Regions from separate parts of the Zea mays genome. Here region 1 is linked to region 2. The links are chromatin contacts, called in public Hi-C maps. All regions are on one chromosome and are shown on one strand. The core of a region is the stretch at or near the end of the contact, and the rest is flanking DNA. Distances in the headings are between cores, read along the strand shown. Region 1 holds the start of LOC100383781. Region 2 holds the start of LOC100276884.

The links. Hi-C and Micro-C count contacts between places; a contact is called where the count stands out from the background.
Region 1: a Hi-C map of tassel shows a contact between it and region 2, with 5 times the contacts expected there. The contact joins the promoter of LOC100383781 here to the promoter of LOC100276884 in region 2. A contact is called at or near these places in 7 of 25 Hi-C or Micro-C datasets (bundle sheath, ear, endosperm and 3 more).

What each region holds. Positions count from the first base shown.
Region 1 is chr5:181,143,432-181,149,063 of Zm-B73-REFERENCE-NAM-5.0, forward strand. LOC100383781 reads left to right here and starts at 3,554. Exons shown (of 5, transcript NM_001176416.1): 1 at 3,554-3,615; 2 at 3,687-3,860. The coding sequence starts at 3,601. It overlaps LOC541817 (prohibitin 3), which reads right to left and starts at 866. Exons shown (of 1, transcript NM_001111498.1): 1 at 1-866. The coding sequence starts at 802.
Region 2 is chr5:180,981,287-180,986,892 of Zm-B73-REFERENCE-NAM-5.0, forward strand. LOC100276884 reads right to left here and starts at 2,074. Exons shown (of 6, transcript NM_001360707.1): 1 at 1,187-2,074. The coding sequence starts at 1,794. It overlaps LOC100283034 (F-box protein GID2), which reads left to right and starts at 3,061. Exons shown (of 1, transcript NM_001155936.2): 1 at 3,061-4,390. The coding sequence starts at 3,136. The coding sequence ends at 3,846.

The sequences.
Region 1 (5,632 bases), core at 2,304-4,803, 160 kb after region 2:
CGGGGATGTAGGAGACGTTGGGCGTGCGCGACAGAACGCTTGCGATCTCCTTGGCCGCCTCGATCCTCCTGAGCTCGATCAGGCCGTTGCCCGCAGTGGTCGTGGCCTCGGAGATAAGGCGCGCGGCCTCGCTCTCCCCCTCTGCGCGGACGATGGCGGCGCGCCTCTCCTGCTCAGCGCGCGCGACGAGGAATCTGGAGCGCTCGGCCTCCTGTTGCGCGACCTGCTTCTTCTCGACGGCCTGCGCGAACTCCTGCCCGTAGGCTAGGTGGGTGATGGCGACGTCGTCGAGGACGATGTTGAACTCGCGGGCGCGCTTGGTGAGCGATTCGCGGACGAGCGCGGAGACGTGGGGACGCTCGGTGAGGAGCTGGTCGGCGTTGAACTGCGCGACGACGGCCTTGAGCACCTCGTTGCCGATGGATGGGAGGACCTTCTCGTCGTACTCGAGCCCGAGGGAGGTGAAGATGTCCGGGAGGTGTTCGACGTCGGGTCGCGACAGGACGCGGAGCGTGAGGCTGACCATCTGGAGGTCCTTGGTGCCGGAGGTGGAGGAGAAGCTGTGAGGGCGAGTGCGGATGTCGAAAATGAAGGGCTTCTGAAGGATGGGGACCAGCAAATGGGTGCCCTCTGACATCGTACGCGGGAGCACGCCGCGGACGCGATCGAAGATGACGGCGCGCTCTCCGCCGTCCACCGTGTAGAAGGACGTGGAGGCTGCGGACGCCGCCACGCCCAACCCCGCCGCCACCTTCGCCATCCGCGTCATGAACGAAATCGCCGCCTGCCCGCCGCCAGCCATCGCCTCCTCTTTGATCTTACCTGCGGTGCGGTATTGCTCGCTGGATGTGAAATTCCGTTTGGTGGGGTTTCTAGTGATTCGGCGCAGTGACGCAGTGGACCAGTGGTGACCCCAGGGATCTCGTTTTTAAGGCGTGCACGGGACGCCGCATCTCCTCCCCTTTGGCCTTTCTTGGCAGGGAAGAAGATGAAGGTTCCAGTCAGCCGTGTTAGCTGGACGGCAGCGATGTGGTGCCGAGATTCGTGCGTGGACCTGCAGTGGATTGGGCCTCGTGTTGGTTAGGCCCGCGTTCTAGTATATTGCTGGCCATAAAGGTGTAATCTTTAAAAAGGAAATCAGTTCTGGATTTAGCACCAATTTAGGATAGCTCTGGCTTCAGAAAATTTGCTAAAGTTAGTGAAGCAGATTATTAGGTGCTCCAAAAAATCATAGAGTTATAGTTGTAAGTCTTTAGAAGACATTTAGACAAGTCATTTTGTTTAATTTTAGATTAAAATATTTTTAAAATTATTTAAATTAACATTATAAACTACAATTCAGCACTGTCAGCACTGGAGCTAGTGTGGTAATATTCAACTCAGTGGCGGAGCACCCGTTATAGCGCAGCATGACAGCTGTCATACCTTAAATTTTATATCTCACTTGAGTACTAAAGCATATTCAAATTTTATATCTCACTTGAGTACTAAAGCATATGTGGAATAGTGGTTGTGCTTTGGTCGATATTTGATCCCTTCTGTTGGTCCATTTTTTTTTCTTTTTCTCCTAACTACCAGGTACATTCTTGTAGTTTGCACCATTTTTTTATTCTACCAGAAACCAGGTATGTTGTCATACTTCATTTATCTTTTGTCCTCCGCCACTAATTCAACTGAAATAAATAATAAAAGTTGATCATCCAGCTGAGCTTTTCTTCAATTCAAATTCAATTGCTACTTTGATAAGTTGAGGGCCTTCATCAATTTAACTTCTCGAGCTTGTCCATCTTGAGCATGTGACTTATGTTGAAGGTTTAAAGTCATTTGAAACATTTTATTTATTCTTTCACAATAATAACAATCACTTGATTAGTTTCTCAGCTAAACGCAAGTAAATTTCGTATTCAATTTTAGGTAAATCCATTGGTCGTCAATCGATGACTTGTTATTTACGTTTTCGCTTAGTATCTAAAAATGATCTCCTTGCTATCTTCACGGTCTCAGGATCATCATGTCTTGTGAATGTTTCAAACCATAGTCTATAGGCATGTAGATAATTTTTTATTAATGTAAATGTCTCTATTAGTTGCAATTAGCTGGTCGGAGGTAGCTAGAAAATTATCGTTAGTTGGATTGTTGGCTTTTTATTAGCTAATATGTGAGCGTTGACTTATTTTTTTGGATCATCTACAACTTTATTTTATTAGTTTTGATTGGCCCATACTAGCTGTAAAATAGTTCTACTCATTTTTATTACTTACTAAGTCTGATTATTATTACTCCCTAAATTAAGTCATGTTTGGCAGGATACTTTTTTTAATTGATTTTAACTTTGGAGTAAAAGAATTGGGCTGCTTCACCCTTTTATAGTAAAGAAACAACTTCTCTTCCCTATACAACTTCTCTCACAGAACCGTTTTTATAAAATGAATGTTTAGCGAAACTTTATTATAAAAGCTTGAAGTATGAAATCCCTCAAGAAGTCTGGCTAAGCTCGTAAACATCACTCGATAAAATAGTGCAATTTACTATATATACACGATCTGCTGGCCATAGTATGCATATAGTTTTAGCTATAATACTCCAAACCAAGCTACCAAAATCGATGTCCACTTCACACTTCGAACTTGTTTGGGAACAAAGATACCAAAGAGGATTTAGGGCTTGTTTCGAAGCAAAGATACCAGAGATAATGGGAGAGGTTAAAATTCTCTTGCTATTCAATTTTGAATAGCAAGAATATCAAGATTACTTTAGCTCATCCAATCACTTTTAGTATCTTTGCTCTCAAACCAGTTTTTAGAACTTGTTCGGTTGTGTCTGGATAAAAGGAATTTGAAGAGATTAAAATATCTTCATAATTAAAATTGAACAGAATAGAATTTAATATATTTTAATCCATACGCAACCAAACAAGCTCTTAATCATTTTACTATTTAAAATTAAATAACAAGAGAACTTTAAGGGGGTGTTTGGGAACAAAGTTTTTCTGCAGTTTTGGAAGAATACTGCAGTATTCTCAAATACTGCAGTATTATATACATAATGGTGTTTGGCAAGCTGGGTAAAATCTCTATTTTCAAAACTGAAGTATTGCAAATACTATAGTTGTTTTAAGGCATTCTAAACTTAGCTCTAGACCTCAGTTTTCAAAACTGCGGTATTATAAGCTACGGTATTGTCATAACTAAAGTATAGTATAGTATTTCAAAAACTGTAGTTTTCAAAAACTTTGTTGCCAAACCGGGCCTAACTCCTCAAATCATTTCCAGTATTTTTGCTCGTTGCGTCCGCTCCACACATGACACACCTCACCTCCTGCCCTGCCTTCTCTCCTTTGCGCAATTTTCCCAAATTCTCCCCCGCCTGTGGCTGGAAGTGTGGAACATTAGGGTAGTTGGGCTTCCACCGCCCGCTTCCGCTTCCACCCCAAAAATTGGAAACAGGCCCCTTCCACTCCAACGAGCGCAGCAGCGGCTGCCGCGCCGCGCCCACCTCCCTCTTCGCCTTTCCGTTTCCCACACCCCTATTGCAACCGCCACACCCCCTAGCACCAGCAACAACCAACCCCCCTCTTCCCCATCTCTTTCCCGCTCCAAAATGGCGGATTCACAGGTGAAATTTCTCTCCCTGTACCCGCAGCCGCCTTTGCAAGCTGTTCGAGCTGATCGGGTTTTTTCGTGCAGGCGGAGGCGATGAAAAAGGCGTACGCCGGGATCATGCTCAACATGGCGCAGGAGTCGGCGGCGCGGGTGCTGGCGGCGGAGCGGCGAGCGGCGGCGCTAGCTGCCGGGCTCGAGGCCGCGAAGGAGGACGGCGTCGCTACGCTCCTGCGGGTCAAGGCCATCATGGAAGCCAGGGTATGGCTACCCCTCCCTCTCCGCTCGAATCGCTCGCTTTGGCTGGGTGCTTTGTTAATCGTTTCGTTTTTTCGGGGGTGGGGGTGGGATTTGCTGGTGTGCTTATGATACGAACAGTTTGGATTAGAGGATGCGAGGCTTTGTGTTTTAGGGGAGGTTTTGGGATTGATTGTGTCGGGAGGAGTACGAAATTTTGTTTTCTTATCGGCGGATGTTGGTGGTGAAGGTCCATTTCAAATTTGGAACCTTCGGGTGACTGGGATTTGGAGCTTGTAGGATAGGATTTCGTCTTCTCGGGTTGGTGGTCCTGGTTTCTGTTTTAGTGATGATGGTGGTGAAGGTCCAGTTCAAATTTCGCATTCGGATAACTGAGATGTGGAGCTTGTAGGATAGGGACTTTGTCCTCTCGATGTTGTGCTCCTGTTTTCTGCTATCGTTGGTGGTCCAGTTCAAATTCGGTGTTCGTAACACCTGGGTTTGGAGCTCGTAGGATGGGGATTTCGTCTTCTAGATTCTGTGTTTCTTGTTTCTGTTATCGGGAATTCGGGATGTTGGTGGTGCAGTTCACATTTCTCATTGGAATAGCTGGGATTTGGAGCTCATAGTATACGCATGGATTTCGTCCTCCGGATTTTGCACTTGTGCATTGATGTTTGTGCAGTGGTATTGTTAGAACTCTGATAACTTTGTATCCATTCCCCTCATTTGTTTCATATAGAATCCAGAATAACTGATACATTCTTTTTGTGCGTGGGTAGTAGACTTAGAATGGACGAATATGTTTGAAAAACAAAACATCTTGCTTGGGATTATTAGTTACTCTTCATGCAGTAGCACTACAGTTTTGTCACGACTATGGCTGTGCAGTAGACCAGTACTAAGGGTCTAACAGACTAACAAGTGTAAAATGCCCAGCTGTATGTGTTTTGTTAGCATCTGTGCTTGAGTGCTTCTAAGTTTGCATGGGATGCTGCACAATCTGTTGATGTTGTTGGAATCCACAAGCATCTGAAGGGGTATTCAGATTATTCTTTCATTCTGATAACGCAGAGGAGGGTGCTGTTGTGGTTGCTGGAAGCCTGAAACCATTGAACTGATTGGGACGCACTGGCTTTTAATTATTATAGGTTTTTGATGTGCCCTTGCTACTGTGTCTTCACTGATTTGTTTCATTTGTCTTGACAATACACTTTTTTCTTTCCACCTGTCTGGATGCTTTTTCCTGTGTCAGGAATGTGTTATTTCTGTCTAATGCTGTATGCCTCAAAATATAGCACATCATCTAGCCACTACTGGTGATGTTGGCAATGCTGCTGGTAAAAGAATGGCAGTACATAGGAGTACAAAATGGAAAAATGCCAGCACATGATATACTGCATTTGGGTTTATGCTTGTTTGAGGGGTAATCCTGAATCAAATAAAGATATACTGCAACTTTTGGTGTGTCCTTGATTGGAACCCAGAGTCTAGGCATAGGGGCCATTGTACAGTGTAGTAGTCCTCCCTGGTCGTATAGTTAAATTTACACCAATCATATCTTATGATCATTTCATATTTCTGTGACCATTTTGGAATGATTCTTGATATTTTAGTAGAATATTTTCGGAACTTTAGTGTCAGCTTTATTTCCATGTCATGCATTGGAATTGTCAGTGTTATGGCCAGGTTCACTGCAGAAAGGGTCCACTGCTGTTTCATTCTACCTTTCAGAGACTTGGTGCAGTTTTGATTGTGAAGGTTCATTGAAACAATACAATTGCATTCACATTGTG
Region 2 (5,606 bases), core at 824-3,323:
GCTATTTACACTGCTGCAACTGACTGTCACAGGCATGGGTCACGCACATGTGCCCTGTTGGAGTGTTGGTGATAGACCTACCATCCAGGTTCGACTCTCAGTGGGAGCAAATTTTAGGTTGTGGATAAAAATCCCTTTCCTAGTCTCACGCCCTAAAGCATATACGGGGCCGCTTTGTATGTGCGGGTTAGGGATTCGAGAATTTCTCGACCTACATGAGAAGATCTTAGCAAAAAAAAAAACTCTGAGGTTGTCTTACCCTTGAAGGTTGAGTTTTTTTATATATAGGCCTGCCATACATGACTTTCTTTAACTGGAAATCCAGCAGAGAATTGCTCATTTTTTTAGAAAAAGCAAATCAGGTGAGGTCATAAGGTTTCAGGAATAGATACTATGGCTCCACCTCCATTTCATATAACGTTTTTTTTCAAAAGCAATCTACTAGGGAGCACAAGGAGCATGACCACTGATCACATATTACTGATAGGCCACAACATCAGACTTCCTACGACACATAATAGTGACTATTTGCTGAGTGGCAAAACAGATACAATGTACCAAATGTCCAGTTTTAGAACATTGTTTGTCAAATTCTACCAGTTACTACATCTGTAGCACTAACTGTTCAGTAGTCTGCCATTAAAATGCATCTGACAGTGCACCGTGGACACCAGTAGTCTAAACCAGATTACAAAAAAAAACATAACAAATTATAGCTTAAAGTGCACTTATCAGTTCCCAACTTCAAACAACTGGTTGATTTATCTCAAAGATGTGATCACAATATGTAAAAAGTGGCACAAATCTATGCTAACATATGTGACGCTTTGACTCACACGTTAAAAAAACCATATCAATCAAGGAAGCAAAGAAGATTAGCGTTATGGCACACGAGTGCAACCACAGCTATGCAACACGTGCAGACAACTCTCTGAAAGGAGCCTTGATAGAGACATGAATCAACCTCCTAGCGGGATCTTCATGCAGTTATATGTGAGATTGTGCATATTTGCATTCAGCTGCAAATGGATATTGTTCGAATTTGCATCTTAATCGCAGAAATTCGCTGGCCTTCTCGGTGTCGGCATCAGACCAACATTCACTAGAGTCCAAGTTCGTCTGAAATGAGATGGAGTAGGCAATCTTTACAGACAAATTGAGAACACAGTGTTGTCCTGAGCTGTACCTATCGAGCACAGACATGACGTAGAGGAAGTGCAGGCCGGCGCCGACGGCCAGAGCGACGCCCCAGAAGAAGTGCTTCCCCCAGAAGCACAGGACGCTGACGACCGCGAGGTACGCCGTGAGGCAGTGCACGGCGGTCCGCATGACCACCTTGCCGCCATCCTTCCTCCAGGCCGCCGCCGCCAGCCACGCGCACGCGAGCGCGGCCCCGACAGCCCCCGCGGCGCCGTAGTACTTCCAGTACGTCTCGGTGAGCTCGGACGGCGGCACGGAGGGGTCCTCGGAGCGGTAGACGGAGGGCGGCGGCGGCGCGGGCGCGGGGTCCGGCGGGCCTGCGGGGGTGCCCCAGGGCTCCGCGGTGAGGTTGGCGTAGCGGCCGATGTTGAAGCGGTCGGCCTGGTGGAAGCGGTTGAGGCCGAAGAGCGCGAGCGCGGCGCCGAAGACGAGCAGGTGGAGGAGGAAGACCACCAGCCAGAACACGTCCCGGCACTGCCGCCTGGGCCACGCCGCGGGGCCCGCCGCCGCCGCCGCCACCGACACGGCCCCCGCCGCTGCGGGGGGGCTAGGGTTCCCGCTGCCGTGGCAGGAGGAGGTGGAGGAAGAGGACATGGCTGCGATTGGCGGTTGGGGAGGTAGGATCGGGCGGTATGAGGAATGGGGAGGATTAACGAGACACGTCCTAGAGCAATTAGCGATGCGGGGAGTAGTGGCAACTGGCTAACTGCTCGGCGCTGGTGGTGGACTGGTGGTGGTGGTGACTGGTGCGACTAGGGGGAGTAACCGTTTCGGTCATCGGGGAGACGATGACCTGCGCGAGCGAACTGCCGGGTGACTGACGGCGACGTCGCGCGGAATTCCAGGGGAGCAAGGGAAGCCGGAAGCGGACGCGGTTTGGACTTTCGGAGGAGCGACTGAGGGAGGCGGCTGGCAACGCGAGTACGCGACGAATGGGAAGCCCAACCAAGTTGCAGAAACAGCCACGGAGAGGGTTCGGGGTTTTCGTGTTGGGGCGGAGCGCGACCGGCGTCCGGCGTCCGGCTGGGGCCTGGGAGCGCCGTGGGCACTTTGGACGCGAGGATAGCTGCTTGGATATGACGGAAATGCCGAGTGGTTGCTTCGGCGCTGGCGATTTGCATTTGCTGCGCTGGATCCAGCGTTCCTCTTCCAACGGCAACGCAAATATGATGATGACGGGCGTTTTCCCTGCCGGTTCACCTGCACGCTGCACTGCACGGCTGTAGTAGCAGCACACGAGATGTGCGTGTGAATGTGTGATTATTGCACTCCAGCTTCGTGACATCTCATCTCATGCCCCTTCAATCAAAGCCAACGCCTAAAAAATGACGATGTCTGAAGCTGAAATGTCATCAAGGGAGCCAACGAATGTTTTTAAGGCAAAGTTTTGTTTACCCTACTTTAATGTTCTTCCGTGGCACGTGACATACCTCTCAATAACAAAGCAGCTGTGATAACTCTGTCCACCATGAAATCTGCAAGTTCAATCTTTTCGAAAGTACTCGTACAAGTAATTTGTGGATATAGTCCGTCTTATTGATTAACCACATCATCTTGTCATATATTGACTTTATTTGAGCGTTTTTTTTTGGTTGTTTATATATCAAAAGCGTAGGGCGCACGAGTGAATGTAAAACAAATTATTGTAAGATTTTTAGTTGCATTCGGTTATATGCTCAGAACTTCAGTTTCCAGCTGGCCAGGCTCATGTACACGATACATTCATAGGTGTGTTATTGGATATGTATGTCGAGAATCATGTGCACATGATAAATAGTGTATAAATTAAAGTATAATTATTTATCTTAAATTTACCGTTATTCTGTTTATTTTGCAAATAACACCCTAAAAGCGTGATAATCTGCACTGCTTATCGCAGGTCCATCCACAAATCTCTCCAGGGACCAGGGGAACGGTTGTCCCGAATCGCCGGCCATGAAGTGCCGCTCTGATGCACCAGGCGGTGGTGACGGCCACCGGGACCGGGCCCCAGCCCCCGTTGCCACAGGCGTCGGCGGCTCGCCCCCGGGCGAGCGGAGTAAGAAGCAGCGGACGGAGGAGCCGTCCTCAAGCTCCAGCGTGGTTGGCGAGTGCTCGTCTTCGTCCTCGCAGGCTCTGCCGCCACCGCTGCCGGAGCAGTTGCTGCAGGACGCAGGAGTGGGCGAGCAGCCGCCTCCAGGCCCCGAGCCCGCAGGGGGCGAGCAGGCGAGGGTGCCGGATCTCGGGGAGGACCTGGTGTTCGAGGTGCTGATGCGAGCGGAGGCCCGGACACTGGCGGCCGCGGCGTGCGTGAGCCGCGGGTGGCGGCTGCTGGCGAGGGACGAGCGGTTGTGGGAGGCGGCGTGCGTGCGGGAGTGGGCCTGCACTGGATTCTCCGAGCAGATGCTTCGCAGTGTCGTGCTTCCGCTTGGCGGCTTCCGGCGCCTACACGAGATGTACATCCGTCCGGTCCAGCGGCGTGCTGCTGGAGCGCCGCGCGGGCAGCAGAGGCGGCAGTTGCCGGTGAGGATGGGCCGGGATCAGGTCCAAGTCTCACTGTCTTTGCTCTCGACCTCATTCTTCCTGAAGATGCCTAATGCTCCTCCACCTCCTCCTAAGGACAAGGATAAAGATGGAGATAAGAATGGAGGTGGCCAGTGTGGGTGATCACTGATCAAGTTTGTGAAAAATAGGAGCTTACCTCTCATGCAGCATCACCACAGCTGCTTATGTTATGTAGGTGATTATGTTGTGGTTCTTCACTGTATTTGTGGCAGTAAAGAGGTGATCAAGTCATTTGGATTGGTGGGCAGAGAAGACTATTCAGATAGGTGCGGATGTACTGATCGGGAGGCAAATAAGGTGAGCGAGATTGGATGGAATTCATTGCAATAGCGTATTGGATGACTACCAAGTCTGTGTGTTGTACCTAAATTACACACGAAATGGGCTCATCTGTAAAGTTTCCATGCCATATATGTGAATATGCGAGGTGCCAAGAGAGATGCAGCATGCTCTTTGTGCTGTTGTGCCATGGGAATAAGGGTGAGCCTCTTAGGGCTTCATCATGCTCTTTGTGCTGTTGTGCCATGAGAGTAAGTGTGAGTCTCTTAGGGCTTGTTTAGTTGTATGGGGATTAAAGGGGATTGAGGGACATACAATTCCTTGCTAGTTAATTTTGGAGGGGGATTGAGAGGCATACAATTCCTTATTGTTCTGTTTGAAATCCTTCTCTTACACGTGGGAAGGATTGGACTTAGGGTCTGTTTGCAAGCTCACATTTTTTAAGAAATTGGTTTATAGAAACTAGAGTGGTTTCAAATATACTACTTTATGTCCTAGTTTATATAAACTGGAGTCTTTGTTTCTTAAAAACCAAGAAGCTACTCTCTCCTAGCTAAAACCAGCTTTTATTTGTTTAATTACATCATGCTCTTATTGGTTTCGTGGAATTTACATCTATTGCCACCGTTTTTTAAAATAAAGGAAGGGTATATTAATAATTGCGTATCAAAAAGCTAAAAACTGGTTTGTTAAAAATTGAGTTCCAAACACCTCAACCCAACTTTATTTTTCATAAATCAGTTTCTACAAATTGTTTTTTTTTAAAAAAAAACTGATGTGCTTCCAAACAGACTCTTAGCTATTTAATCTTATAATATATCTTAGACCCTGTTTGGCAGCAACTTAACTTTTAAGAATCCAGTTTATATCTCCAATTTCCAGAAATTGGTTTATAAAAAAAAACTAACCGATGGTGTTTGGAACCACCTCAATTTTAATAAACTAGTTTTAGTTAGAGATGATAGCTTCTTGTTTTTTAAGAAACTAGGAATATATATTCTATAAACTAGGACATAAACTGATATGTTTGAAACCATCTCAATTCTTATAAACCAGTTTTCTTAAAAACTGGGGTCTTCTAAATAGGCCCTTAATAAATATCAAGAATAGGTGAGATGTTGACTTGTGTTACTAAAATTCAGTTTAGTTCTATGTTTACTACGTGCTATTCGTAGGTCTGTTAAGCAAATCTGATGCAACTGTTGTATACTGATTGATAATGTTTAATTGGCAGAAATATGGATTCCTCAAATTGAAAATTCAAATTCAATGAGGTCGTCATGCATGTATGACACAGTTGTCTGTGGATTCATGTGATTCATTTCAGGTGAATGTGCCGTGTGCTCTGGATTCTTGTTTGGTCGATATGTTGTTGGTAACTGGAGAGTCCAAATGTGTTGTCTGCTCTCTGCTGGGTGGCGTCGGGCTAGAATTGGTTGAGGGAACCTTGGTTGCTGGAAGCTCGACGCAATCACGCTATCCAGCTCCTAACCAGCGTGTTATTATACCTTCGATTAAAAAACAAAAGCAGGAACAATGATCAATCATTTAAGAGAAGCATTTAAGTTTTACATAAATTGCAA